2 separate regions of the Mus musculus genome follow, and region 1 is linked to region 2. Evidence: chromatin contacts called from public Hi-C data. All regions are on one chromosome and are shown on one strand. Each heading gives the region's core, a stretch centred on a gene start, on an enhancer-like site or on the middle of the called end of the contact. The rest is flanking DNA. Distances are from core to core; before and after follow the strand shown. Region 1 has its middle 61 kb from the start of Gm31626. Region 2 has its middle 37 kb from the start of Cdca7l.

Region 1 (4,606 bases), core at 490-2,989, 920 kb before region 2:
ATGACATCATTGGGTCCCATTAGAGTGCAATTGGGGCCTCAATGGGAATGAAAATTTAACCATTCTGACTTCATCTTGTCCTTTCAAGAGTATAAGGTCATCTTGTCTTAAGCATACCTGAAGGAGAATTACAATGCATGCTAACATCCAGAAATGGAGGGCATGCTGTGAAAGGCTATGTGTAGTTCTAACTGAGGAAATTCTCTTATTCACAGCACCAAGGAGTCTAAAACCAGACAGGCTCCCACTTTAAATGCTGAATAGTCTCCAATAGCAACTAGACTTGAGTTTGCTGGCCCTGAGGAGGCTGAGTTTCCCCTGCCCTTCTTTCATTTTTTTTTCCTTCCTTCTTTGTTCTTTTACATTGTAAAAATGTTTTCCCCACCCATCTAAAACAGAACTAGGGAAATGTATAAGTATGGTCTCAAGCATCAGCTCTTTGATGTCCTTATCAGCCTTGCTTGAAGGAAAGGGCAATGTTTATTGAAACACTGTACTCTGGACTACGGATTCACAGGCACCACAAATATCTACTCATCAACCTTGACACCTTCATTTTTTTTAAGGCACCTATAATTTCCATGCTTCTATTTACATATTCAATTACAATAGGGTGTCCTGGTCTCTTACTCTGTTCTGTTTGCTCACTAGAGATGGAGACTACGGATTGTGAATATGTCCCCCACAGGCAATGTCCATATCGGGGACTCAATGTATGTTTGGTGTGTCGATATTGTGTAGCACTGTCTCAGGGATTCACAAGTAGTCACAGACCTTCAGGGAAATGAATCCACTCTGACTACATTCCAGTGAGTCATGAGAAACAATAGTCATCTTGCCTAGAGAAGCTATTGTAGGCTATGGGGACCACAAGAGATTGGTTTTAAAGAAATGTGCTTATAAAAGTTCACCATTCACAGAAGCAGATCCTTCCTCCTCTCAATGGCATTACCAGATCCATGATCTCTGACAGACACTTGATCCAGCTTGATCTGGATCTAAATTTGCACTGAATTCCTACTTGGGCAGCCTGGACCATGAGTTCTGAGCTCCTGCTCCTTTCACGATTACTATCCCAGGCCTTCTGTATTAGGTCCTAGGCTATCAGAACTGTCAATACAGGAAACATCACAAGAACTGGAATCAGCTTAATTCTATAGATTTGAGAGAAGTTCTAAGCCCCATTTGCCAAGCACATGCCAAGCCTTTGGAATTCAAATATTCCCAGCTTCAAAACTGTTTTGTAGCATAGCCATGCATTGATAACAATAGGGCACATTCTGAGATTACATTGATAGTTGATTTTTATCATTGTGTGAACACCAGACTCTGCTTATACAAATTAGGACAGCCATAGATAGCATTTTTAAGGCAGATAGATGTATGGGAACACATAGTCAATACGTGATAGATGATAGATGGGAAAAGGTCTTATGTGGTGACTATAATCACCCCCCAAAAATTAAGTTGTAATGTGAAAAGTACCCTCTAGGAAGCTTTTTTTCTTGTTGATTATGTTAAATGTATCTTCAATTTTATAGCACAGTTCAAATGTTTCAGTCCAGGTTATCTCACTCAAAGCTAGTAACTATTTCCCATTTTTAGCTCTGGATACACTGCAAACATTTGAAAACCAGAAAGAAACAAACCAACAAACCTGACTTTTGGATGCTTACCAGAGTCGGCTTCCCAACTGTCATCACTCACAGCTAAAATAGCCAGCATGGCTACAGCCCATGCTCTCTATTTAAACATCTGATATGTTCCATTTCTAATTCAAGGCTATCCATGCGCTCAGCCCAGATTCCTGTAAGATTTCTGTCTTCACTTTAGAAAAGACAAAATATAGGCATAGAGATGAGGTGATTTCCCTATAGCCACATAATAAATAAAAAGCAGGGTAAAACTCCATTCAATGTTATTTAACCCAAGGAACTTCACAGCTGACACTCAGATAAATCTTATTTTCATACTTTAAATGTTCACTAAAAAAACACTTTCATCTCATTGTTTTCTTGAGATTCTTTAAAAATTGAAAACATTAAGCCAGGTGTGGTTGTACATGCCTTTAATCCCAGTACTCGGGAGGCAGAGGCAGGTGGATTTCTGAGTTCGAGGCCAGCCTGGTCTACAAAGTGAGTTCCAGGATATCCAGGGCTATACAGAGAAACCCTGTCTGGAAAAAAAAATGAAAACATTTATTTGAATAAATAGTAACCTTCAAAGTGGCTACTGGGCGTGGGTGGGCAGACAGTGGAGTAAGTCTAATTTAGTAGCTTTGTAATGATCTATTCAATTTTTTACCCACATTCTTACATTGAATTAGATAGTTATTAGATTGAGTATAGATGTCAACCCAAACTAATACAGACTCTGAAATTTCCTCTTTGGTAACTTTCTCATTTAACTCCAAGTCTGAGTTCTGGATTCCACTACATTTTTATCTTTGGAGTCAACCCTACTCCAAAGTAACTGGGCATTGAAATTGCATTGATGGTTCAGACACCATATGCTTTAGAGTTATATAGTAGCTGTGTGTGGCTTTGACAAATTTGATTAATAAAATCGAAAGGGTCTTTTCTGCAGTTAATAAAGAGTGATAGAACAAAAATATTTACTATGTACTATGCCAGCAGCGAAATTAACCAGTAATAATTGTTTTCGGTGGTACCAATCAGCAGCTGAGAAAAAAAAAATCCCACAGGTCATTATATTTACCAAAATTAATGAGAGGGTTCTGCCTATCCTCTTGTATATCACTCCCTTAAACATCCTGAGTCAACACACACACACACACACACACACACACACACACTCACACACACACAAAGAGAGGGAGGGAGGGAGGGAGGGAGGGAGGGAGGGAGGGAGGGAGGGAAGGAAGGAGAAAGAGAGAGAGAATTCTTCTCAATGTTTGCTTCTCTGGAAGCAATTTTATAAACTTTATTGGCATTTTATTGGTGATATGGCAAATTCCTTATTGCTATTCCAAGCCTATAATTTACCTTGAGCCTGCTGGTGCCAAACTTCCAAAGACTCACCCCTGTCGTGCTGGAGATAGTAGCTGAAGGTCACACCTTTCCTGTGGTGACTTTACTCTCTGAGTCTTCCACTGCAGGCAACAGATAGACACATTCCTTCAGAGGGCAAGTGCACATAGGCTATCTAAAAACAAGGAGGAACTCGTTCCCCCTGGAAGCTTCATATTGTTGAAAATGGGAATGCTTCAAGACAACAGTTCAGTTGCAATGAACTTCTTCCCAGAAGGCAAGCATGGCTCATATTGGACCTCAGTTTTCTGGTCAGTATCCTCATTGTCTGGGAATGGCTTTCAGTGGGTAGTGTGGATGACTACTCTAGAGACTTATCTTAATTGAATGCTGCTTACAGGTGTTCTTTGAATGAACCTGAGAAAGAGACACTTGATACAACTTTTCCTTGGAGTTAATAATATTAAATAATAATAAATATTGATAAAAGTGTTGGGGACTGAAACTCCTGACTGCATGACACTCACTGCCAGGAGAGGTCATCTGAGGAAAGAGCCTGGAATCACATGTCAACACAATCTCTTAGGTCCCATAGTTAAAGAGACCCTGAGTTCTCAAACAGTTCTCTGCCAAAGGAACAAAAGCAGTTCATGTTGGGTAGTGAACATGGGAAGGAGTTCATCTTCCATAGTGGACTCTTCACCAACAATCTCATAATAAAACTGTTTCTTGTGACTGTGAACATGCTACCTCCCATCACTTCAAACCTGATTCTGTCATTTCTTCATTGGTGTGTGAATTAAAGCATGTGGATTCAGGAAAAGCAAAACTGGTGGTGAGGGTCAAAATGTTACACTATCCTTATGCCCAAAGATGAAACAATCCACACAGAATAGAAAGAGGACTCTTTGTAGATATAACTGTGAAATAACTCTCTGTGTCAGCCAATATTGATATGAAAATTAAACTTAGATTTTTCTGATATTCTGCTCTCATTCTCTTACTGTGAGAGATCCTCCCAGCTCACCGAGAAATCATCAGAGTTACACTATAAGCCAATTCTCCCCAAAGCCTACCAAATTTATAGCTTCACATGGGTGCCAAAGCAGAAGTTATCAATTATTTTCAAGGTGTCTAACTTTTAGCTGGGAATACATTGCTGTAGACATCTGATGGCATCTGTAATTCCAGCCAGTCCTCCAGGGAATCTCCAGGGAAGCTTTTTGGAGCCCTCTGTAAGATAATAAAGTAGGTTTTGGTCAGACACACTGTACCTCACCCTCTGTAATGGCTTTTCACATAAATCTGGGCCATGATTTACATTTGAAAGCCTCAGATCAATATTTGAGAAGGGATTATTTTTTATCAACTTGGCTCTAATTCTCTGAAATATAAAGTTATTTTTTAAATGTCAAGACCAACTACACCCACCACATGGCATGAAATGGCTTTGTCGAAAAAGTTGGGAAAAAAATTAAACGTAAATTTTGTGTTGACATAATTCAGGTTAAGTCTAAAAAAGAAAAATACTTACTTTTGTAAAATGAGAGGCTATTTTATCACCCAGAGAATGTCACATCAATTGTAAAGCCATCAGCCCAAGGTTTGCTGGTGAT
Region 2 (4,558 bases), core at 1,613-4,112:
ACAAGCCCACCACATGCCTGGTGCGCCATGGAAGCTATGTGACAAATGGGGACACAGGGCGTCCTCCAGGCAATCTGTGTGACACTGCAGTAAATCCTTTGGCGTTGGCAGGTCTGCCAGTGTGGGAAGAGAACAAGATCAATTCTCTTCTGGCCTCACAAAGGATCCTTCACTACTGATGGCTGCTAGAGCAGAGGAAAAGCTTAATGAAGTAGCTGCTGTAAGCTGACAGGAATATTGGAAAGGAATAGAGGGAAAAGGAAAATATTACACATCAAACTGGCAGAGCAGAAGACAAAGTGATTGTTAGTGGACACAAAAAGAGCGCGTGGCTGAGCGTTCTCTCGGACCAGCGGGTGACAGCAGAGTTAGTAAACCGCAAACTCCGCTATGCTGCGTGTTTTGGGAACCAAGCTATACCACAGAAGATGGTATCCACTTTGAAAGCGTAGGTCCTCCAGCTTTCTGGAAAATAAGGCCAGTTACGATGAAAGAGAATTCTCACATCTAGGCCTGGGGGACGAGGGGGGGGGGGTGGCGGCAAAATAATGAGAGGCAGACTTCAAACAGGATCTGAGGGAAGATCACTTTTTAACCCTCTTAGCTGTTCCTCTGCTCACTAGTTTCTAGGGTTTCGTTGCGTTTCTTATTGTGGTGTGTGTACGTATGTGTGTGTTGGGGGGGGCGGGGGGCGACGTGTTCATGGAAGCCACAAATCAATATAAGGTTTCTTCCTTAGTTACTCTCCACGGACAGGGCTTCTCACTGAACCTGGAACTTGCTGATTGGCTAGACTGTCTAGCCACAGGATTTCTCCCAGGTCTGTCCCCCCCCCCCGGACCCCCCCCAGCCTTCCTCCAGCATTAGGAAGACACCCCCCCCGCACCGCCCCCCCAGCCTTTCTCCAGCATTAGGAAGACACCACCCCCCCCACCCCCCCGCACCGCTCCCCTCCCCCCAGCCTTCCTCCAGCATTAGGAAGACAGAAACGCACCACAGCATCTGGATATTTTTCTCTGGGTGCTGAAGATGCAACTTGAAGCCTCCTGATTGGATGGTGAGCATGAGCATGATGGATAGCCGGTTTCCCAGCCCGCAGCTGCACTCTCACGCAGTGTCCTTCACTGGTCACCACAGCTGCACTCTCTATTCTTGCTTTCGGGTTTCCTTCTCCGAGTTCATACGAATGTGCATGAAAAATGGCACACGGTTGAAGTGGAAAATGTGTGCAAAGCAGAGAAACAGGATGTATTGCAGTTTTGACTGGTGTATTCATAGAAATAGCTGAGCAGTGGGGTTAATACCTTATGAGCAATCAGACAGAAGAAAAGTGACAAAGACATTCTCCTTCTGATTTTAAGAGATCAAACTGTTTGGAAGAATAAAGAAATACACCATTTACTTAGAGAAACTCAACCTCTACTGTTGAGCTGAGGCAAAAGCTGCATACTTTACAGCTCCAGAGTCGGCCGTACATGTGGCGGTTATCACCCACATGAGCTCCATCGAAAACTGAACACAGAAAATTACCACCATCCCGAGTTTGCCTGAGAAATAGGAGACGTCACTTCATTTCCAAAGAAAGCTGAGGGAGGCTCTACTGCTTAGGAAGAGTGACTGAGCTCTGATGACACTGGAAGGAACCACACAGCTCACACTCTCTAGACCTCGTTAAAAATAAGAAACCACACCAGTGGGCATGGATGCAGTTGGCTCCTGTGCTGACCATCCCAAAGCAAGGGCAGTGGGGGCAGAGCATGCTACTTTAGCAAGTGGGGAACTGTTTGGTGGTTTATAGAATATCAGGGCTCTCTTGACTGCTCCATACCAAAACCTTAAATTAAGTTAAAAAAGAAAATCTTTATTATCCCACCAACATGACTCAGCATGTTGGCTGCAAATGGGATAAAGCCCTTTTTATGGGGAAATAGTTTTTTCAGTGTGGTGACAGCTGGTGAGTGCTTTCCTGGAGGGACATGGGCCACAGGATGGAGCACGCAGGACAATTCACGTTTCCCAAAGGTGAGTCTGAGGAGTGTGGGGGCTTGACTAAAGGAATTTATTTGCCCTGATCCCTCCTCCATGGACCTTTCAGAGATTACACCAAAGATGGCAGATGAGAAGCTACCAGAAGGGACAAAGTGGGTGGGGGAGGTGAGGGGGAACAGAATGGATTATGAATTTGAAAATTGCCAATTATCTTGTATCATACAGTCCAGAGCCCTGGCACAATGATCAGCCATGATCCAGATTTTTCAGCTTAAATGCTTTACATTCAAGCAAGCAAATTAACCATAAAATGGGGGAAGGGGGAACACAAAATATCCCAAGAAAGAATAAACTGCAGATAATAAGCTCCAATCTGGTGTTGAATGCAGCCCAAGATACCAATTGTTTTAAGTCACGACAAAGACAGCTGAATGCTCGTCTTGTGGATGCGGAGCGAGGATGATTGCTTGCCATGAGTATCTTCTCTCACAAATAACAGTTTTTTCGCTCTTAATTTTCTGCTAAATTGGAAGCTAACTGCTTCCCACATTGTCATCGGAACACCTGCAGCTGTGCTGGATCTCTGCGCACCATTTCTTTTAGGTAAAACAGCACTCCACTTCCTTCAGCTCCTCATTATACGGAGGTCTTCCTTTCACTACACTAAGGCACTAATGATTCAGGCAGGCTGGTCAGTCATTAAGTGACAAGCAAATGATACCGTGTGCAACGCGTGAGTAATCGGTCTGAACAAATGAAATCACAGACTTGCCTTTCCCATCATTCACTTCACAAACAGTAGCAATGTGGTGCACAGCAGGTAGCTCCGTTAAAACCAGCCTTGTAAAACAAATTTCCCCGCAGCCTGTGGAAGGGAACAGCGATGACGTGCTGGATGCTTCAGTCTCCTGGATGGTGCCCAGAGAAGTTAAGGATGTCTGGGGGGGGAGGGAGGAGCTGGGGGGGAGAGCCTTGGGACATACATTAGAGTAATTAAGGGTTTCGTGTCTTATTGGTATGGTTTTTCATTTGTATGGATCTCAGAAATGACTGTTGGATTAGCAAACCAAAACATCCAGCATGCATCATCAGGAGGGAGCTGTTAAGAGACTGAAGTTAAGTTCCTAAATAAATGTTCTAAATTTGGAGTCCCAAAGACGTCACTGATGTCAGATGGATTGCTAGGAAGCTGGTGATGCAAATCCCAGCAACAGCAACTCCACAGCCATTATTTTCACAGCAGATCCCCTTTTGATTCATCCGCTGTGCTGAGAACAGGGCAAACTAGAAGCTAATAGGGATTGGGCTTGTGCTAGAACTTAAAACGCAGTAAGTTAGCCCCAGAAAGAAGAAAACAAGATGAGCTGACTCAAACCTCTTTGCTATCCCTGTCTTTTCTCTTCCACTGTCTGACCAGTAGACCTTGGGCTACGGATGCCAGCACAAGGAGAAGCTGTTTCTTCTAGGGACTGGACTCCCATTGAGCTTTGCTCACTGTTTCTCCCCCATCATGCCTGATGGATCTAAACTATGTTCTTAATGGACAGGCTGCGCCATGTGACTGACATCAGCTCCTTTCTGCCAACAGAGAGAAAAATGGAGTCTGTAGCCGGTGCGTAGTTTTCCCTTCCCCAGGCACCCCAGTTCTGGCTTCATATGTACTCATCTGGAGCTTGTTGGCTGCTGATGAAAGTTCCCAGATGAGGGCCTGAGTAGTGGCTTAACTGGACCTGTATGCTGTGCATTTGCTGCACATTTTGAGCAGCATCAAGGCCGGAAGGTACCCAGGAGGCCAGCACTGCAACCCAGCACTGGATTTGCATTCTGGCCTCCCAGATACACACACACACACACACACAGAGAGGGGGGGGGGAGGGAGAGGGAGAGGGAGAGGGAGAGGGAGAGGGAGAGGGAGAGGGAGAGGGAGAGGGAGAGGGAGAGGGAGAGGGAGAGGGAGAGGGAGAGGGAGAGAGAATAAACTAGCACCTGCAGCCTCCCTCTGTTCCCTGACACACTGGACACACTCAATTACCCATAATATGCACCCCTGACCTGAACTCCAAACTTGACCCTACTCTCACATCTGAAATGGTTTCATCACTAACATGACACCAGATGTAGAAAGGTCTACATTAATCTCGTCATGAGAGATCGAAAAAAAGGAAAAGTATCTTTAGGCTGTGCATATAAGATGTATATAAGACATAGATGAGTTTCATATTAGACTCCATTCACAAAATCTCTCCTTGTACTTAAGCAGGGTTCCCCAAATCCAAAATTCCACCAGCATGAAGATAATGGATACTGAACCTGCTCCACAAGTAGAAGGGAGAATGCCCCTTCAGGTTAGGCAAATCTGAATGTTGTAAAGTTGCTTTTTAGTGTTTTAGACTGGAATCTTTTTGTGAAATGGCTTGAATGCCTTGACTCAAGTTCCTGTTACAGATCTGTGATCATAGGTGGATGTATTAGTCAGGGTTCTCTAGAGTCACAGAACTTATGGATAGTCTCTAGATAATAAAGGAATTTATTGATGACTTACAGTCGGCAGCTCAATTCCCAACAATCG

What was found. A called contact is a pair of places that touch in the nucleus more often than the background predicts.
Region 1: a Hi-C map of cortical neurons shows a contact between it and region 2, with 4 times the contacts expected there. The contact joins two enhancer-like sites. A contact is called at or near these places in 2 of 484 Hi-C or Micro-C datasets (both in cortical neurons) and 1 of 9 other capture datasets (embryonic tail).

Annotation. Positions count from the first base shown.
Region 1 is chr12:118,720,679-118,725,284 of GRCm38.p6, reverse strand. No RefSeq gene overlaps it. Among named protein-coding and RNA genes, the nearest start is that of Gm31626, 61 kb to the right of the region's middle. Within about 2 kb of position 1,739, at least 1 of the 459 cell types and tissues checked has an H3K27ac peak or open chromatin away from gene starts, as enhancers often do. A contact at or near this core is called in cortical neurons, where this site is marked.
Region 2 is chr12:117,804,360-117,808,917 of GRCm38.p6, reverse strand. No RefSeq gene overlaps it. Among named protein-coding and RNA genes, the nearest start is that of Cdca7l, 37 kb to the left of the region's middle. Within about 2 kb of position 2,862, at least 30 of the 459 cell types and tissues checked have an H3K27ac peak or open chromatin away from gene starts, as enhancers often do. A contact at or near this core is called in cortical neurons, where this site is marked.